Linked DNA regions of Mus musculus: region 2 is linked to region 1. A link is a contact called in public HiChIP or PLAC-seq data. All regions are on one chromosome and are shown on one strand. Each heading gives the region's core, a stretch centred on a gene start, on an enhancer-like site or on the middle of the called end of the contact. The rest is flanking DNA. Distances are from core to core; before and after follow the strand shown.

The links. HiChIP or PLAC-seq counts read pairs in DNA pulled down with a chosen protein or histone mark.
Region 2: a contact with region 1 is called in an H3K27ac HiChIP or PLAC-seq map of cardiomyocytes, with 3 times the contacts expected there. The contact joins the enhancer-like site here to the promoter of Slc8a1 in region 1. A contact is called at or near these places in 3 of 484 Hi-C or Micro-C datasets (the HL-1 cell line, cardiomyocytes and embryonic heart), 2 of 115 datasets of contacts at active chromatin or transcription factors (cardiomyocytes and heart atrium) and 1 of 9 other capture datasets (liver).

Annotation. Positions count from the first base shown.
Region 1 is chr17:81,736,293-81,740,304 of GRCm38.p6, reverse strand. Slc8a1 (solute carrier family 8 (sodium/calcium exchanger), member 1) reads left to right here and starts at 1,918. Exons shown (of 11, transcript NM_011406.3): 1 at 1,918-1,996.
Region 2 is chr17:81,779,564-81,783,575 of GRCm38.p6, reverse strand. No RefSeq gene overlaps it. Among named protein-coding and RNA genes, the nearest start is that of Slc8a1, 43 kb to the right of the region's middle. Within about 2 kb of position 1,810, at least 29 of the 459 cell types and tissues checked have an H3K27ac peak or open chromatin away from gene starts, as enhancers often do. A contact at or near this core is called in cardiomyocytes, embryonic heart and heart atrium, where this site is marked.

The sequences.
Region 1 (4,012 bases), core at 669-3,168:
AGGCTTCAGGTTTCTTCTCCAAGGAGGAAGGTGGCAGAAAGAGACAAAGCCTGGGCCATTCTATAACAGGTAAATAAAAACTTTCCTGGGAGGCTGCCTCCAGGTCTGTTGAAACCTGATTGGCTGAAGCACGGTTACTTGGTCATCCCGAGATACAGGCACCAACAAAATAAAATGGTTTGCTTAGGTTCTACTTAAGTAGAAAAAAGACAAAGGAAGATTAAGCATTAATAGTACCTATAGCATAAAAATGGCTCCTGAGTTAGGTGGTCACAACCATACCCAGTACTTGGCCACAGGAGGGTTTTTTTTTTTTTAATACCCTGTCTTAATATTTGTTGTAAATTAAAATTATCATTTTAATAGCCTAGATCTGGTTTGTTGTAGAAATAAAAAGTAATTAATTTATATATAAATACATAATAGGATATATATGTGTATACACACACACACATATATTATATATATTATTAAACATCATCATTCCGAACCCGTTGCTTTTCTACAGTGTTGCTTTTTTTACCAGTGAGATTCCTTAAGCTTTCCACCAATGCTTCTTGTCTGTACTTTCTTTTACTACATAGTTTTGTGTTATTAATTCTCTCTTCCTCAGAGTTCTTTTGATGCTCCTTTCTTTTTTATTTGTTTGTTTTGAGATAGGCTCTCCTATCCACAGCCCAGGCTGGCCGTGTAGTTAAGGATGACTTTAAAGTCCTGGGCTTCTTGCCTCCATTTCCCAAGTGCTGGGATTGGATGAAGGCATCCATATACCAGCTTGTCCTTTTTAATTTATAATAGGAATTTCAAAACCAATTCAGATTTAAGAGTATTTTAGTATATGTGCATGTGCATATATCACCCGCAGAAATTACCCTTAGTGAGAAGCAATAAAATTGATTTTTAACTAAAACGAGTGAATCCGGGGATTAGTGCCGCATATTAGAGACATTGAGAGTAAGAGGGATAACTCCACTTTTAAAACAAAACCTGAAAGATGAAAGCCTAAATTACAAATAAGTTAAAAAAACAAACAAACAAAACAAAGAGCCTCAGTCTTCATGCCACTAAGAGGCCCCCTCTCTACTTGTCAGGGCAAGATTTATTCCCTGATTAGGGATTAAATCAGAGTAGTATGCCACAAAAGCCTATCAGTGATAATGAACAAGCTTAACAATTCTTATTCATTTAGGCTTGGGTTCTGTAACAGTAAAAACATTTTCTAAATCCTTTTTTCTCACCCAAGTCTTAGCTTAACACACCTGCCACCTAATAACCTAAAACACCTCCTCTCCTGTCAGAGAGATCTTGACATCTCTGGCCTTCTGCTTTTCCTTTAAGGTGAATCATCGAGAGGGTTAAGAACCATTTCCAGTTAAATAAATGTCTCGAGAATAAACCTAGTAATTAGTAATTCACATGTAGTGCAATAAGGGAGTAGTGTTCATTCAGCTACTATTCATTCACTCATTCATTCATTCATTCATTCATTCATTTAATAAATGTCTCTCAGGTCCCATTAGCATCTTATTACTAAGTCTCTCAGTGTGAAGAGGCTGGTAAGCAGCCAGAATCAAGCAAGCCCACACCCTGCAAACTTTGCGTTTGAATCAGGTAGAAATTGATTGTACGCCAAAATCCGGAGAATACGACTGCCAATCTAAAGCATATTTGTAAGCGTGTGTAGTGGCAGAATTGTGGGTGGGAAACGGGCTGGCTGAAAGGATGTCTATATGTGTATTTTTATCACCCATGTGTCGGATGAGCCTGAGAGCTGCCAGATAGCTTTCTCGACAGCTTGGCGTTAGTGTTGGGAACAGGTCCATGTATGGAAGCGAAAGCCGAAAGGCACAGATAAGCTAAGAGCCAGCTATGCAGCCATGCTTAGAGACACTAAGGACAGGCTCCCCGGGTCCTTTCTTTCTGGTCTATCTGGAGCAGCCTTCAGAGCTGGTCGGTTTCTCATCCAGCCCATGCAGACAGAGACGGCTTGACAGAGGTAGGTGCAAAGCTTTTATGAAACTTACATAAGAGATGATACGCGGCTACTCCCAGCAGAGCCCTTGATGTTTGTAGGGGAGGATGCCAAATTATTTCTGAAAAAAAAATTAGAGAGAGATTGAGATTGAGGTTGAGGCTGATGACTGAGGTATCTGACACCAAGCAGGGGAGTTTAACTGCTGAGGGAAAGTAACAACCCAGACTGGCTGGCAAATTATAACTCTTTTTCCTGGGTCACCCATCATTTGGATTTGTATGAACCTAGTTTTTCCTTAATATTGCCAGCATGTTATAGGATGGGCCACATGAGGCCCTGCTTAACTCTGTGTGCTTTAGGGTAGGGTGGGTGCAATGTTTGAGTTTTCTTGCATGTTCATTGGAAGCTAGCAAATACATTTGTGTCTAGTTCTTCTTGGATGAACAAGGGAAGGTTGGTAAAAGGCATTCTTATTTTTAGCAACTGAAGTCAGTTTTTCAGCTTTTCTCAGCAGCTCGTAGATTGGTCACATCCTGTTTAAAGATTTCGGGTTCCGTTCTCACAAGCATGTCGCATGTGCGTCAAAAATGGCTAGAGCCAGCTATATGTCCTGCATTTTTCTAGGTACTCTTGGCACTTTTTCTTCATTCTTCATTGTAGAGGTACAAAGTCTTAACCGCTGGAAAGAAAGTCCTTCTAAATGTCATCATGGTTTTCTTAGTCACACGTTGACAATAGTGGCTTGCACCAGAATAGGAAAAGCTCCCACTCAGGAATTCAAGGTCAAAGTACGTACATCAAGACAAGGGTAACAACACAAGCTGCTCTATGACTAATTCAGTTTCTGGAAAACCAGTTAACCAGCCAATCATGTTCACTGCATTTTGAAATACCATTCCAGAGAGCTGCCAAACTGTGGTCATTAAACGAAGGAGTTCTGTCAATACTGTGAGCAAAGTATATCTGCCAAACACTCATAAAAGTTTTGAAGGAGATCATAAGGTGTGATTTCCTACAAAATACATGTGTTTTTTTTCTAAGATGAAACCGAAATAATTATTATAAAGGATGATAAAATTTAGGCTCTGGCTTTATCTTGTGAAGCACAATGTGTGTATGAATCAAGTCAGATTTGACCCGACTCCCCACTTTAGGTTTCAGTTGTGTGACATAACATGTTGTTGAGGGAGGGCAGAAATATGTAACACGATTGGCTTTCTCTGGTGACAAATATAACATGGAAAATAATGAATGAATAAGTATAGTTTGCAACGCCGAGCAGTGAAATGTTCTCTGGATATATTAGATTTCTGGGGAAAGGTTTGACAAATATAGAGGAAGTATACATAGTGGTTTTTGTCTAAGCTGTATTTCACTTCACTTAAACAAACAAAATACGCAGGGAAAGAAAAGATATGGTTTTGCTTCAATGCTACAATATCACTATCAGGGTACAGAACTAAGGAATGGAATTTGCACTAAACTATTATTTTAATCTATCCATTTACATTGGAAATACATTAAATTTATAACATATTTGCACTTAGCATTTTTCCTTCTAAGGTAGGTTAAACTGTACTAAAGAATACTAATATTCTGGGAGAGATAAAGAGAAATCTAAGAAGAAAAAGAAGGGGAAAGAAAAGTAAAAGAAATGGAGAGGGGAGGGGAGAGGGACAGGGAAGGGATGGTGAAGAAAGAAATAGAGGAGAGGAGAGGGGAGACAAGGAGAAGAGAGGAGAAGAAGAGAGAGGAAGACAGGAGGAAAGGGAAGGAAAGGAGAGCAGAAGAGGAGAGAGGTGAGGAAGAGCAAGAGGTTGTACATTCTTTACTAACAGAGCATAGCTGTCGTAACTTTAGCTAAAGTGGAACAGGCCTGGAAAAGAACAAAAGAGTGGCTCTAAAATGCTTAACTAAACATCACATACCAGCTGGCTTTCAGAAAGAAACAGCACAGCAGGAACCCTCCCAGGTCTCAGTATATAGAAGGGTCCTAGAAAGGCTGCTGATGCTGGCAGCAGTCCTGAAGAGGTGCAA
Region 2 (4,012 bases), core at 561-3,060, 43 kb before region 1:
CAAGATAAGATAAAATAGGTACTGTGGAAAATGATAATGTACATAGACTATAGCATGCGCAGACCTAACTGTGACACCTATTTCACACCCTCCACCCAAGGATCAGGGATCTATGTGGAAGAAGATTCAGAAAGATAATAAGTGCCAAAGGCCAGTCATGTCTGGTCTTAAAGAAATCATTTTTGTTTTGATTTATTGTTTTCTGGACACAACAGAACACATATGAGTTCACTGTAGTCATAAGACCTGTGCAAGTTCAAGACACACAGAATCCCAGCATGGGGCTTTTAGAGAGGAACAATGAACTACTGGTAACTGATAACTGTTGGGAGAGAATTTTAAAAATGCACCTGTGGAAGGAAGAATAAAAAACAGATATGAAGTTGTAAGAGAGACACAATGAAAGTAGATATGAGGAGGAGTTGGGAGGGGGATATGGGTATATATAATTGCATCTAATTGTATGCTTGAATGATTCTCAAGAATAAAGAAAAAAGGTTGAAAGTGGCTGAATAAAACAGCCAGTGACACTCTTACCTACACTCACACACAAACACACACACATGCATGCGTGCAGACACCACACACACAGAGACACGAATATGTACACAGATACACACACACACACACACACACACACACACACACACACACATATATATATATATATATATATATATGTATATATATGTATGTATGTATATATATATATATATATATATATATATATATATATCCACACACATGAATATCTACACAGACAAACCACATACATACACACACATGTACACAGACATGTAAATACACACACACACACACACACACACACACATACTTATACAGACATTCCACATATAATAATATCAAAGGAATAAAGGAAAGTAGGTTGAAAAGCATAGAAGATGTGATAAGATGGAGCATATGGAAACAGAAACGGTTAAGGAAACAGAGAAAGAGCAGAGCAGCCACAGTAACTGAGACACAGTAACAAGGATGAACACTGGTTTCTTCCCTGCACTGTGTGACTTGGACCTAGGGCCAGCTCTTGAGTCATCGTTCCTTCTGTTCACTTACCACAGGAAGGATGTGGCATGACGTAGCAGAATAATATGGCATGGTTATGAATACAGTCACCATCCAAAGGAACAGGAGACACAATCCAGGAGCTATTGATAATACGCCCAGAAGTATATACACTAATCTGTGGTCATTGATGTAGTCTTTCATACTTAGATGACCCAAGACAGTTGATGTTACAAGTAAACATATGTCAGCTGACGACCCATTAGATCCACCTTGAGAACTTTTATAGAAACCATAGGACTTTGCTCATTAGAGTCAGACTTATTCGATCTAAAATGGGAAATCAGAAGTCAGAAATGCACTTTTCACTAACCCCTAAATGACTAGAATGTGACTTGGTGTTGTAACTTCCTTAACAAGAGCATCTCACGCCTTGTGCCAGCAACCTTCCAGGCAGTTTAAGTCAGTGTGGCCTGATGCCTGGCATCCTACCTGCTACATGCACTTCTCAGAGAACATCATGGAATCTCTCCCTCACCACTGACATGGGGGTGTTTTTACTGAACAAAATCATCTTTATGAGTACGGGAACAAGATACAAGCTTCCCTGTTCATCTCATACTGCTGTGAGAAACCCCTTGCAATTCTGGAAATGCTGCTTTTGGAGAGGGAAAGAGATTTTCTAAGTCCTTCCACCCTACTTGTTAGACTGCAGTATCCCTAGTTGCCTATCAAAGCTTCCAGCGCGCTCCTGCTTCTTTAATCAAACCACCTTACAGAGTTCTTAAGTGAGTGACAGAGATTCCCAAAGACACGTTCAGGCACTCCTGATAGTAGTCCCAGAATAGAGATGTTGGGAATGAAGTAGTGGAAAGAATTCTGGAGCTCCATTTAGAAACTCAAAGCTTGGAACGTTTCCAAATGGTCTGACCTTGAGAAGGTCGTGTGACTCATGAGTGCCTGCATCTCTACCAAGGTGGGCATATTTAACCTTAGCCATACTTATCAGGGGTAGTGAACATAAGTAGTCACAGTTAGACATTTTACACTTTCAGAGTTTCAACACACATGGATAATTTTGTACTCTTTATTTTTCATATTCCTTTCCTTGAATACCTGATTCTTCAAGAACGAACCCCCAGACCCAGCTCTCTGGGGGCAGAAGAGTTTATGTGGACATTCAAGGAGCCCCAGCATAAGCAGGCTGCTTAGAACATGTAGCTGGAGATAAAGGGAGTGGCACCGACACAGAGAGGAATGAGACAACAGGCAAAACAGATCATGTATGCAAATGTATAGACCCATTGTACTTCCCAGAATACTTCTGCAGGTGGTTAAGAATATGTTTTTCATAAAGATACAAGCTTAAATGGCACTCTCAGTGTTTCTTTATGGGTTGACCAACAGATTTTTGAGTAAAAAAATAAAATAAATAAAACTAGAAATCTATTATAAAAAAAGACTATGCTGAAAAAAAAAAAAAAAACTAAAGTACCACAAAAATGTCCTTTGACGTCCATGTGTCTATGATGGCATGTGAACCTATGCACACTTATATATATTTGTGTGTGTGTGCCTGCACGCGTGCGCGCGCACACACACACACACACACACACACACACACACACACACACACACACACACGGAAGCAAGCAGTAATAGTTTTTAAAGGTCAACTAATTTAAGGGGGACAATATCAGTATTTGATGACTTGATGCTGAAAGCACATGATTCTGACTAGAAAGTGAAGCCACACACAGAAGCAAGGAACAGCATTAGGAAGCCCAATTCGCTCAATGACGTTTGCCTGATTAGCTGCAGAGAAACGAGCAGAAGGCATGACAGAATGATGATGTTGTTAGCATATGACCCTGGCAAGTGATCCTTGGAGTGGGCTCAAGGAGACTTCTCAGGTACAGCTGTACTCTGCTACTAAATGTATCCTCCTGCCTGCTACCTGGTAACTATGGGACAACGGATGAGGTGCAGTGATCCCAAATAGCATTTGCTCTATTTCTCAAGGTAATCGTTCCTCTTTGCATTCCCCTACATCATCAGAAGATTGGGAAGAAAGCCCAGCCAGGCAGAGTGCAGAGCTGCACCAGTCTGGTGAATGTGTGCATGTATGTGGCTTAACCCCCTTCTTATTTGGGGGATCAAATATTGATCTTGGGCTAGGGACTAACCATAGAAGAAAGCACTTTATGATACATATCTGCGATGAAAATGTATCATAATCATATTTATATTTTCACATATAAAATAATAATAATAATAATACAGATGATGAAGAGATGACAGATTGAATTGAAGCAATTTTATCATTTATACTACGCAGACTTTTGAATTTACATTGGCTTATATTTTGTTCAGGTTGGTTTAGACTTGGTTGGTCTCAAACTTGTCATGTAGCTAAAGCTGGGTTTTCACTTCTCCTTTTACTACCCTCCTGCCTCCTCTGCCTACCAAATGCTAGCGTGACAGATGCCAAGCTCAAGGCCAGACTATGACACAAACTCTCTGCTCTAGTCAGAAATTGTAAAACAAATAAAGAATCACGTGAACACTTAAATAAGGAAATGATTTCCAGTGTTGTGCATTCTGTAAGCAAACTTGGGGTAAATGATAAACAAAAATATGATGATACGTAGTGAGATGCCCATTCACTAGGAGACATGAAGACAGGATGTTTTGTCAACTAATATGGAAATCGGTGCATCCTAGAATTATTTTTAAATGTGTGATTGGAGGAAGTATGATATTTTCAGCAAGAATATTTTTTTATCTGACAATATGTATAAAAATAAAAATGCAAAAGGGCTGAGTATATAACTCCTAACGCTAAAGTGGCTCCGAATTAAATCATTAGTGGTATTTGCAGCTTTGATTAAGAAGCCACCTAAAGGTAATATTAACAAATCTAGCATGTTTTTTTTCAGTCAGATTGACACTACTTATGGCACAAGTGTCCTAAATGGTCCTTTAGAAA